2 separate regions of the Sus scrofa genome follow, and region 2 is linked to region 1. Evidence: chromatin contacts called from public HiChIP or PLAC-seq data. All regions are on one chromosome and are shown on one strand. Each heading gives the region's core, a stretch centred on a gene start, on an enhancer-like site or on the middle of the called end of the contact. The rest is flanking DNA. Distances are from core to core; before and after follow the strand shown. Region 1 holds the start of C2 (complement C2). Region 2 holds the start of ATF6B (activating transcription factor 6 beta).

Evidence for each region. HiChIP or PLAC-seq counts read pairs in DNA pulled down with a chosen protein or histone mark.
Region 2: an H3K27ac HiChIP or PLAC-seq map of alveolar macrophages shows a contact between it and region 1. The contact joins the promoter of ATF6B here to the promoter of C2 in region 1. A contact is called at or near these places in 1 of 5 promoter capture datasets (liver) and 1 of 2 datasets of contacts at active chromatin or transcription factors (alveolar macrophages).

Annotation. Positions count from the first base shown.
Region 1 is chr7:24,017,478-24,023,183 of Sscrofa11.1, forward strand. It overlaps C2 (complement C2), which reads left to right and starts at 3,113. Exons shown (of 18, transcript NM_001101815.1): 1 at 3,113-3,194; 2 at 3,324-3,533; 3 at 4,107-4,292. The coding sequence starts at 3,149.
Region 2 is chr7:24,169,210-24,174,915 of Sscrofa11.1, forward strand. ATF6B (activating transcription factor 6 beta) reads right to left here and starts at 2,522. Exons shown (of 18, transcript NM_001123103.1): 1 at 2,395-2,522; 2 at 1,937-2,016; 3 at 1,712-1,790; 4 at 1,379-1,470; 5 at 187-322. The coding sequence starts at 2,476. It overlaps FKBPL (FK506 binding protein like), which reads right to left and starts at 4,101. Exons shown (of 1, transcript NM_001128485.1): 1 at 3,052-4,101. The coding sequence starts at 4,101. The coding sequence ends at 3,052.

The sequences.
Region 1 (5,706 bases), core at 1,863-4,362:
GGGGAGAAAGAGAGGGAAGAGGGGTGAGAGAAAGGGAGAAGGGAGAAGGAGGGACGGAGAGAAATCTCTCTGGTATCTTTTATGTTGTTTTTGTTTTGTTTTGTTCTGTTTTGCCTTTAGGGCCGCACCCGCAGCATATGGAGGTTCTCAGGCTAGGGGTCAAATCGGAGCTACAGCTGCTGGCCTGTGCCACAGTCACAGCAACACCATCTGAGCCTCGTCTGCAACCTACACCACAGCTCACGGCAACGCCAGATCCTTAACTGACCGAGCGAGGCCAGGGATCGGACCCACAACCTCGTGGTTCCTAGTTGGATTCATTTCCGCTGTGCCATGATGGGAACGCCACTCTGGTATTTTTTTTTTTTTAATTTATTTTTCCTATTTTATTTATTTATTTATTTTTTGTCTTTTCTAGGGCCGCTCCTGCGGCATATGCACGTTGCCAGGCTTGGGGTCTAATCGGAGCTGCAGCTGCCGTCCTACACCACAGCCATAGCCACACGGGATCTGAGCTGAGTTGGTGACCTACACCACAGCTCACGGCAACAAGGTCAGGGATCGAACCCGCAACTTCATGGTCCCTAGTTAGATTCGTTAACCACTGAGCCATGGCAGGAACTCCCACTCTGGTATCTTTTATAAGCACACTTATCCTATTGGATCAAGACCCTTATGATCTCATTTAACATTAATTACCTCTTTACAGGCCATGTCACCTCCAAATACAGTGACACTGAGAATGGGGCCTTCAACATACAAATTTGGGGTGATGCGATTCAGTCCACAGCAGCAGCTTAAAGAGGCACCCAAAATTCAGTGGTTTAAGTATTCATCTGAGTGAGAATTCATTATGTCCTGATGACAAACCAGCCCCAGTCTTGGTTACCATAATGGTTTGCAAAATATGGCCATAAATCTCTCCTATGCTGGGATGCCTGCCTCTTTGCAATTTGACTTTGCCACTCCTCCCATTAAGAAGTAAAATTTCCCGCACCCTTAAATCTAGACTGGCCTTGTGATTTCCCTTGACCAGTAATGACATCAAGTGACTTCTGAGGATAGGCCTTAAGACACCTTGCAGCGGATGCTTTGTATCTCTTAGAATGCTGTTCTGAGGCTGCCATACTATGAGGGGCCACGGGTGATAGATCACCGGCCCACTGTTCCCACTGAACTGAGCCCTCTGCTGACTGCAGCTGTGTGTGAGCCGAAGCTAGAACCACCTGGCTAACCCACAGAATCATGAGAAAGAATAAATCATTTTTTTTAAGCCCTCATATTTGGGGTGGTATTTTTTTTCTTACAGTAGTGGTAATTCGGTACATTAAAACAACAAAGGGGAGTTCCCGCGGTGGCTCAGTAGGTTACATGGTGAACCCAACTAGTATCCATGTGGATGCAGGTTCAACCCCTGGCCTCACTCAGTGGGTTAAGGACCCAGCATTGCCATGAGCTGTAGTGTAGGTGGCAGACAAGGCTCAGATCCCACGTTGCTGTGGCTGTGGGGTAAGCCAGCAGCTACAGCTCCGATTTGACCCCTAGCCTGGGAATTTCCACATGCCGCGGGTGTGGCCCTAAAAAAAAAAAAAAAAAAAAAAAAAAAAAAAAAAGAGTTTTCATAAACTTAAGTATTCACTTCAGATATGTTTCATCTTCACCTTTGATTGATTTTTTTTTTTCTTTTTAGGGCCGCACCCACGGCATATGGAAATTCTCAGGCTGGGGTCTAATTGGAGCTATACTGCTGACCTACACCACAGCCACAGCAACGTGGGCTCCAAGTCACATCTTCGACCTACACCACAATTCACGGCAAGGCCAGAGATGGAAACTGCATTCGCATGGAGTCTAGTGGGATTCATTTCTGCTCTGCCACAACAGGAAGTCCTCTTTGATTGATCTTATTTTCTTGCATCGGCATTGTTGGACAAATATTAAAGAGACCTCTGAGGGATGGGAAGGCTAACCTACTAGCCTGGAGTTTCTTTGCTTCCTTCATTTCATGCAAAATGCAGGCTGTCATTTAAAGGCACATCCCAGATCCAAAAGTACTTTCATGCTTCTGTTAATCAAACATGGGTTTATCTATAAGTAGGGGATTTTTATCTGCTGGACTTTCCGTAAAGATAGTCTCAACATTTTTCCAGTTTCTAAACAAAGCGTTGATTTCATTTTTATCCCTAGATGCTCTCTGGCGAAGGGGTGGAGGGAAGAAAAAGATGGTGAATCCTAAAAAAAAAAGGTGGTGAATCCTCGTAGGTAGCAAGAACTTCACATTAGCAGAGCCTCCTTCCCTTTGCCCGCTTGCATCTCTCACAAGTGTCCTTTCCTAATAAATCTATTTCTTGCCTATCAAAAAAAAAAAGAATTTCAAAGAAAATTATGATTATTATTGTTATTGGTTTTTAGGGCTGTACTCACAGCATACGGAGGTTCCCAGGCTAGGGGGCAAATAGGAGCCACAGCTGTCAGCCTGCGCCACAGCCACAGCAGAACCAGATACAAGCCACAGCAATGCTGGATTCAAACCACGTCCATGACCTACACCCCAGCTCACAGCAACGCTGGACTGTTAACCCACTGAGCGAGGCCAGAGATCGAACCTACGTCCCATGGATACTAGTCAGATTGGTTTCCACTGAACACGATGGGAACTCCTCAAAGAAAATTAATCTTAATCTCTCAGGAGTTTATGTTCAAGAAGACAATACTATCCTAGACTCTGAGGAAGTAAAATTCACATGGTGAAACCAAAAGAAAACTGAAACTTTACTTAAATAAAATGTTTTGCAATATCTTGGATGGTTCGAGGGCTTGTGTGCTTTAGACTATTCCTGCGAGAATGTGTGTGCATGTGTGTCTGTGTGGGGGTGGAGTGGGAGCCGTCCACAGTGTCTGTGATGCCGATCAACTGACTCCGTGGATGTGCTGGGATTACGGAGACAGGGCAAAGTTTCACCCCCTCAGCTCAGTCCCCGATCCGATTATTTTTTCCCGAACCAGAGAACGTTCCCTCTTGCCACTCCCTCGTTTTCTTTCTCTGGCAGCAGATGAAGCAGCTGTGAGCCAGCTCTGGGTTTCGGGAAGTCAGATGACCTTTCCCCCTCGCGGCTCCCTGCTGCTCCCTGTCCCTAAGGTAGACACCATGGACCCACTGATGGTCGTCCTTTGCCTGCTGCCCCTGTACCCAGGTAGGAACAGGGGAGGGGAGGATGCTGGGGTCTCGTGGGTGAGGCTGGTGCCACCCAGACTGAGTTTCCTTTTCTCATCTGTGCCTTCCTTCTTTTCTCCATTTCTGTGTCATGCCCTCGTGCCCACAGGCTTAGCGACAGCCGCTCCCTCCTGCCCTCAGAACGTGAATATCGCAGGGGGCAGTTTCACCCTCAGTAATGGCTGGGCACCTGGGAGTATCCTCACCTACTCCTGCCCCCTGGGCTATTACCCATTCCCGGTGGCATCAAGACTGTGCAACAGCAACGGACAGTGGCAGATCCCGAGAGCCACCCGGTCAACAAAGCCAGTCTGCAAACGTGAGGCTCCCTGCCAGCGGCCACCCCAGGATTTCTATTTAGGAATTGCTTGGGGTGGTGCTTAACCTGACCAGATGGGATGCAAAGCTGCTTTTCCACGGGGATTTTCAAAAGAGTGGGGACCATGTCAACAGCCCATAGCAAGGCGATCAGAGGCAGGCTCTGATAGTGATGGTGGGGTACAAAAGCCAGGATGATATTTTAAAATATTTAACAGTTGACTACACTCCATCCAGAATGGATGCTCAATGGTCCTGGAGCCCCCTGTTGTGCCAGGCGTCGCCCCTCTAGTTACTCGCTCACGGGACATCTGAGGACACCAGGGGAGGTGCTGGGGTGGCCATGGCCCTCAGGGGACTGAGAAAAGCGGTGCTTATCAATCCATTAGGCTGAATTGTGTGAAATTGCCAAAATTCAACCAATTGCCAAATGTAGCAATTTCACAGGCATCAACCTATCATTTTGACAACTAGTTGGCAATTTCCATGCATCCAAGTTGAGTGTCACCCACATGGTATCCAGCCAGGGTGTTATCCATCCGTTCCTGTATTCTCATGCCCCCTTTCCCTCTAGCTGTTCGCTGTCCAGCCCCTGTTTCCTTTGAGAACGGCGTGTACACCCCGCGGCTGGGGTCCCATCCTGTGGGCGGCAACCTGACCTTCGAGTGTGAGGACGGCTTCACGCTGCGGGGCTCGCCCGTGCGGCAGTGTCGCCCCAATGGCATGTGGGATGGGGAGACGGCTGTGTGTGATAACGGCGGTGAGTGCCCTGACAGGTGACTGCATAGCAGCGGGGGTCTCCCGGGAGTCGGATGTGTGCCCGGGGAGCCTCTGTGGGGACAGAGGCCTTGGTATTTCTGGTGCCAAAATCATATTCCTGGGTTTTGGTAAATTGGGGTCTATAAATCATACATTTCCGGCCGGTGGGTATCCTGGCCCAAGGCAGTTGCTGCTAAGCTTCAGATCCAACATAAAGGCTCCACATGCTCTGTCCAGCTTTTCCAAATGCCTCAAGGTCAGACTGGTATTCAGGCCACCTGGGCTTCTGCAGGAAGGATGTGCTACATGGCATTGAGTGTTGTGCTCAGGTGCCTTGTCCCTGGAGCCTGTTTGGGTTCCAAGCCCAGCTCTGACTCATTTGACAACCTTTGGGCAGGTTATTTAACCTCTTGGTGTCTCAGCCTGCACACCTGTAACATGGAGATGGTGAGGGTATCAACTGCATGGGCTTGCTGTGTGGATCGAGTGAGTTGCATCTGGAACAGCTCTTGGAATCTGCGAAGTACCACGTATACTTTTGTCATGGTCATTACTGCCCCTGTGAAAGACAGGGGGCTCTCCTTGACAGAATCGGGGTTCCTGGGATTTCCTGGTGCCACATTTGTCTGTGGGTTTGGGGAGCTTCCTGGATCACAGTTCTGAGTTCATAATACAGAAGACTCAGGGTACATGAGATGGCAGGACCACACCTCCACTTCTCCCCAGATGTTGGCTCCCTATTAATGTTCTTGATTCTTTGGCAATAGCCATTTATTGAAACATAAATACAATTTATTTGAAAATTGGGATTTAATCTACCTAAAGTGTACAAATCTTTTTTTTTTTTTTTTTTTTTCTGGTTGTACCCATGGCATGCAGAAGTTCCCAGCCCTGGGAATGAACCCGAGCCATAGAAGTGAAAATGCTAGATCTTTAACTGCTAGGCTGCCGGGGAACTCCTAAAGTGTACAAATTTGAAGTATTTGTACTTGTGTATCTGCCCATGATTAATCACACCCATGACTGAGCATCCACCATCCCAGGAGGCGCCCCTCTGTCCTCTCCCACAAGGTAGCCTCTCCTCTGACTTCTGCCTCCATGGATTCTTTTAGCTTCTTCTTACACCTCCCACAAGTGGAATCAGACAGCTTGTGCTCTTTCGCATTTGGCCTCCTTTATTCAACTTTCTGCTTGTGAGATGTGTCCGTGTTTTGCTGAGTCTCAGCGGTTGGTTATTTTTTATTGCCATGTAATTCCAGTATATGAATATATTACAGTTTATCTATGTGTTCTCCTGTTGATGGGCATTCGGACCAGTTCCAATTTTTGGTTATTATGAGTAAAACTCTATGAATGTCCTTGTACGTGACTCTGGGTGCATATGGACACTTACTTCTCTCAAGCATATTATCTAG
Region 2 (5,706 bases), core at 1,272-3,771, 150 kb after region 1:
TCTCTTTCAACACTGGTTTTGCAATTTTCTAAAATTCTCCATCCTGCTCCTGGCCTCTCTCCTGGTTATGTGCCATCTGTCCTCCCTATTCTTTCCTCCTTTTCCTGCTGACCACCCTCCACCTCCCCATAAACACACACACACACGCTACCTTGCTAAAGCCTGGGGATGACAGGCTGTCATTACCTGAGGGATCATCAGAGGTGGGGCCCACATTGATCTGGACGGTTTCAAAAGGGGATGTTGGATCATCTCCCAGAAGGCAGAGTGGGGGCGCCAAGGACTCTGTCTTCACAACCAGCACCTCCCCTACACCAGAAGCCTGGGTAAGAGTGAGGGTGAAGCAGGGGGGACAGAAACAAGGAAAGAAAACAAAGGACACGTTGAGGGTAAGAGCAAGAACAAGAGCTTTAGCGCTAAGAAGCCACCCATTACTTGACATTCTGGTTTGAATGGTATTCACCATTCTCCCTAAGCTGCCCCCGGCCCCTTGTTCTCCCTTTCTACTTTATTCTTGGGGGAGGTGACAAAGTCTCATATTTCAAATACTGCCTTAGAGTGGACAATTGCGTCAAGAACAGTTCCAGAGGAGTTCCTATTGTGGCTCAGTTGTAATGAACCCAACTAGTATCCATGAGGATGCGGGTTCAATCCCTGGCCTTGCCCAGTGGGTTAAGGATCTGATGTGGCCATAAGCTGCCGTGTAGGTCACAGATGCAGCTCAGATTCCGAGCTGCTGTGGCTGTGGTGTAGGCCGGCAGGTGCAGCTCTGATTCAACCTCTAGCCTGGGAACTTCCATATGCCCCACATGCAGCCCTAAAAGCAAAAGCAAAACAGTTCCAGAATACTCAGGAGTTAACAATCCTTTTCTTCTCAGCCCCACCATGTCTGCCACCTATTTCTGTGTATCAGAAACTCCAGAGTTCCCATTGTGGCGCAGTGGAAACGAATCTGATTAGGAGCCATGAGGTAGCAGGTTCGATCCCCGGCCTCGCTCAGTGGATTGAGGATCTGGTGTTGCCATGAGCTGTGGTGTAGATCACAGACACGCTCAGATCTGGCATTGCTGTGGCTCTCACGTAGGCCGGCGGCTACAGTTCCAATTAGACCCTTAGCCTGGGAACCTCCATATGCTGCAGGTGCGGCCCTAAAAAGGACAAAAGACAGAAAAAAAAAAAAAGAAACTCCATCTTCAGTTCTAGACAACCAGAGTGGTGATGTGAAAATGAGGATATGAAAGAAATTGCAAATGCACAAAAGAAGCCCCCCCCCCCAACCGGGACTCATAACACACAAATCATTCCACCAGCATCTATAGGTGAAGGGATGGGAGGAGAGTCCCTGCCACAGAAAGTAGGAGGGACAAGACTCTCTCACCTGGCTGGAGGGCTCTGTGGAAAGATGTGATGCTTCAGAGCTGAGGGAGGAGGAAGAGCAGGGGGAGGATGGCTCAGACTTCACCTGAAGATCTGGGGGGAAAAGAGTAAGAAAATAACCGGGAAGCAGAGCCTGACAAAAGTTTGAAAAGTACCCAAGGACATGGGGTAAGAGCCCCTCACTGGGGTGAGGAGGAAGGAGCACACATAAGAGATCAAAAGGGGGGAGTACACGGGCACTCGTGTGAGAAAACGAGGAACTGCATAGTTGCTGGGAAACAATGGGAAGATAACGGTTTCTGAAAGGATGAGGGAATCACAAAGGGTATCTTACCTGGGAAGATAGGCAGAGGGTCCCAGGGGGGTTCGGGAGGGCTGACATCCATCCCCAAGTCCAGGGAGCTGCTGCCAAACTGAACAGGAGAGGGTATTAGATGGCAGGAGTGTGAGGCTGAAGGGATGGCTCCGGATGAGCTCTGGCCTGGGGATAAGCCCCAGTTCTGAGACCACTTCCACCCACCAAGGGTAAGAGTCAAGGCCAAGGCCCGGGGAGCGATACCGGGACATCTTCCTCCGGGCAACGGAAAAGCTGCGTCGGCTCCTCGGCCACTTCATCCAGGCCGGCGTACAAGGTGCTGTCTGCAAGAGGGGCGGAGGGTCAGCGGAGTCGTCCGCTAGCGCAGCCTTCGGAACCCCACAACAGCCCTCGCCCCGTCGCTCACTGCCTCTGCGCGGCCAGATCCACCGCCCGCCCACTTGAAAAGTGATCCAGCCAGAGAACTCCAGCCCCTCCTTCCCCGACCCCGGAACAACTCCATATTTCCGCAGGGAGGGGAGGTCTGCCCCAACTCCCGCATCTCCCCGAAAGCACCACCAGCCCCCCTGTTCCGCCTTCCTCAGAATGATGGATTCCGTATCTGTCCAGCCTTCCTCTTTGGGCCTCCGCTTCCTCCTGCGTGCCTCAGGGGCACAATATGCCACAGCCCCCTCCCCTCCCCGAGGCCTCACTCCGCACACCCCAGTCCTCCGGGCTCAGCAAGTTGTCGGTGAAAAAACGCGTCGGGTCCGCAATCTCGCTGAGGAGCATCAGCTCCGCCATCTTTCCCCCCCACCCCCCAACCACGAGACAGTTCCCAAGGCCCGCCTCTCCCATCATCAACTAATCGGCTGGCTCCTCAAAAGTGGGGGAACGCCCCGGAAGCTCTCCCAACCAGTAAGAGACCTGGGTATTGAGCACGTGAGACAATATAGGCGGTGGCTGTATAGGACCGGCCAATAGGAGCGCCCCGGAGGCTAGCACCTCCGCAATACCAGGCAGTGAAGTTTGCGCGTGCGCCAAGCCGGACCCAGCCTGAAAGCGCCTAGGAAACGTAGGTACCGGGTTTTGAAGGTTCGCCGTCTCCCCCAAACAGTACTGAATTTAGAAGTTTAGATAGCTTGTGTTCATCTTTGGAGATAGATAAGCCCCGCAAAATATACCACACGTGACCATAAGGCTTTTTCATGGTAAAACGGTAAAGAGGTACATACACTAAGACCACTGCTACCTTCCCTAGGAAGGCAAAAGCTGGTAAAAGTATGTGGGTGAAATCCTCCCACTGGCCCCTCCCCCCAAAACTCACAACATAGACCACAATTCACAGGTTCCTGTCTCTTTTAAGGTTTAACTTTTAATTAGCCAAACATCTTGCGCAGTCCCTGAGCCAGTCCTGCATCTTGTTTCTTCCCTTGAATGATCACCTTTCCCAGCTCCTCCTGGGCTGCCCGATTTTTGGGGTCTACTGCCAGCACTTTCTTGAGGTCAGCAGTTGCTTTGTCCAGGTTCCCAAGAGCAGCCTGGGCAACCCCCCTTCGGTACAAGGCCTTTAAATGGCCAGGCTCCCGCTCCAGCACCCGGTCACAGCTCTGGGCTGCCAAATGGGGCTGCCCTAGCAGCAACTGACAGGCAGCCAGATTGGCATGAAGGACAGTTCGTTCTGGAGAGCCAGGTGGAGGTAAAGTCAGCAGCAGCCGAAGAGCCCGTCCATAGCATCGGGCAGCCCCTTCAGGGTTCCCAGCTCTAAATAATTCTGTGCCCCGTGCACGTTCTTCCCTGGCCAGGGCCTCCTTTTCGGTGGGCTCTAGCTCCCAGGAGTCCCGGCCTTGAGTGAAGGAGGCCAGTTTGAGCCTGACAGGAGGTCCAGAGCGCCCAGGGAGCTGAAGTTCTGCCTCCTCACCTTGACACATGGACTCCAAGCACTTCTCTACAAGCTCTCCCCAAGTTTCCTCCCTCCATGGGCCTAACCCCATAGTTAGCTCTGTCCAGCCCTCTGGCAGCCCTGACCCCAAAGGAAATCCCAAAACCTGTACCCGGCAGCGGGAGCCCAGCTTGGGTTTGTCCAAGCCGTGGCCATGGATTAGGATCTTTTTGACAAAGCTCCCATCGGGGCAGTACCAGAGTTCAGAAGCTTGAAGGGGCTCTGGCATCTCACTGGCTGGTCCATGAGATTTATCAGAATCTCCTTCACGTCCAACGGCCAGCTTTTCAATTTCTTGAAGATTTTCTAGAATTTGGCCGGCTGGATCTGGGCTCACTCTCCCCTCAAGAAGTTCAGTAGAAGGGTCTTGGGGCTGCTGCCTAATCTGAGTAGTTGAATCAAGGATCTTCTGGGAGTTCTTTTTCCATCGTTGTTGCGGTTGAGAAATGTTCTTCTCTCCCAGTGGACTGACTGGTGGCGTCTCCATTTGGGTACCCAGTCCCTTCCACCGTGGGTAAACAGTTTTGGTCAGAAAGGTATGGATCAGATTCAGATCAGCACCTGATTAAAAAAGAAAAAAAAATCAAAACAATGCTATTGGCAGGAATCTTATTTAGACTTCTTTTCTGTCCTTCTGGGATCCAGGCCTCCGGTCCTTAAAGTTCTCTCTTTTTTTTCCCCCCTCCTCAAAATCTCTGTCGGATTCGAGCCTACCTCCCAACCCCGAACTAATTCGAACTATAAGTTCCACAATTCCCGCGGCTTGAGCCACTGTCCCAACTACGGATACCCGAGCGAGTCAAAAAGTACCTGGGCGGCCGAAGTGCCTCTCCTGGTGGCGGTAGCCCGACCATTCGAATCACCTCTCCTTCCGAAGCTAAGCTCTACTGAGCACTGTCATTAGAGTTTTGCTTCGGGCGGAGAGGACGGTCAGGGGGAGCAGGGGACAGCTGAGGAGAGACACTAACGGCTAACCCTGGAGCCCGCGTGAAAGCGAATCTACTCAAGTTCCCGGCAACCAATCGGGAGGAGGGAGAGGTCTGGTTAGCCCGCCTTCTGGACGTGACATCATTTCCCTCCCCTCCCCCAGCAACCGGGAAGCTCCAGGCCTTAGCAACCGAACTAGGCCAAATCGAACTGAACTAGGCGAGGTCGAGCTAGCCTGGCTATTGAGAGTTAAAGTCTGGAGAAGGCCTGGAGTGGGAGATTGGGGCGAATGAGGATAGGGTGGGGAATGGTGGAGCTGGTGGTGAATGATAGCGGTAGCGACGAGGGCCCGCATGGCGACTTCAGGCCCACCTGTGCTATTCATATTGCTGGTCTCAAGGCTCCCAGCCAATCAACCTGTCTGCTCCTTCACGCATTCAATCCAGGGTGCTAACAAATAAACTCTATTTCTCCCCAGCCTGTCCTATTCCCTTGGGGAACTACCTGAGGCTTGCCTTACCTTTCCCCTCTTGTTCATCAATGCCTTTAGAAGTCTTCTTCCTCAAGAAATCTTAGTGGTTTTCAAACTTCGATGTGCATACACATCCTCTGAGGAACTTGTTAAATGGCGCCTTCTGAATTAGGAAGTCTAAGATGGGGCCTGCAATTCTGCATTTCTAACAGGCTCTTTGTTGCTGCTGCTCTTGGTCCCACCCCACTTTGAATAACATGATTCTGGAATAACTTCATCCCATTCTCTTCACCCTTTGGTCTGTGCCCCTTTAGTTTGTCTTATATTTTACATATATAACTGGTATAACCTGCTCCACTGGAAGTGTCAGTGGAAAACCGGTCCTCCTCTTCCTAGTGAAAGGTGCTGGTCCCTCTGTGGTTCAGCCTTGCTTGCCCAGCTCCCTGCACAGGCTGGGCCACCACAGTTCTGGAAAGGAGAACCCCACTCTCAGTTCCTCATTTTGGCTCCCTCTCCAGTCTGCTCTGTAACACCCCACCATTGTGCCCCAGACTATAAGAACCATGCCAGGACAGCCAGGAGGGGAGGTAATTTCATCATTAGCTACAGATTTGTGCCAAAACAGTCCTTTTCGTTTTGTGTTGAGCCTCAGCTCACTAACCTAGACTTTTTTTCCTCAAGTTTTATTTCTGG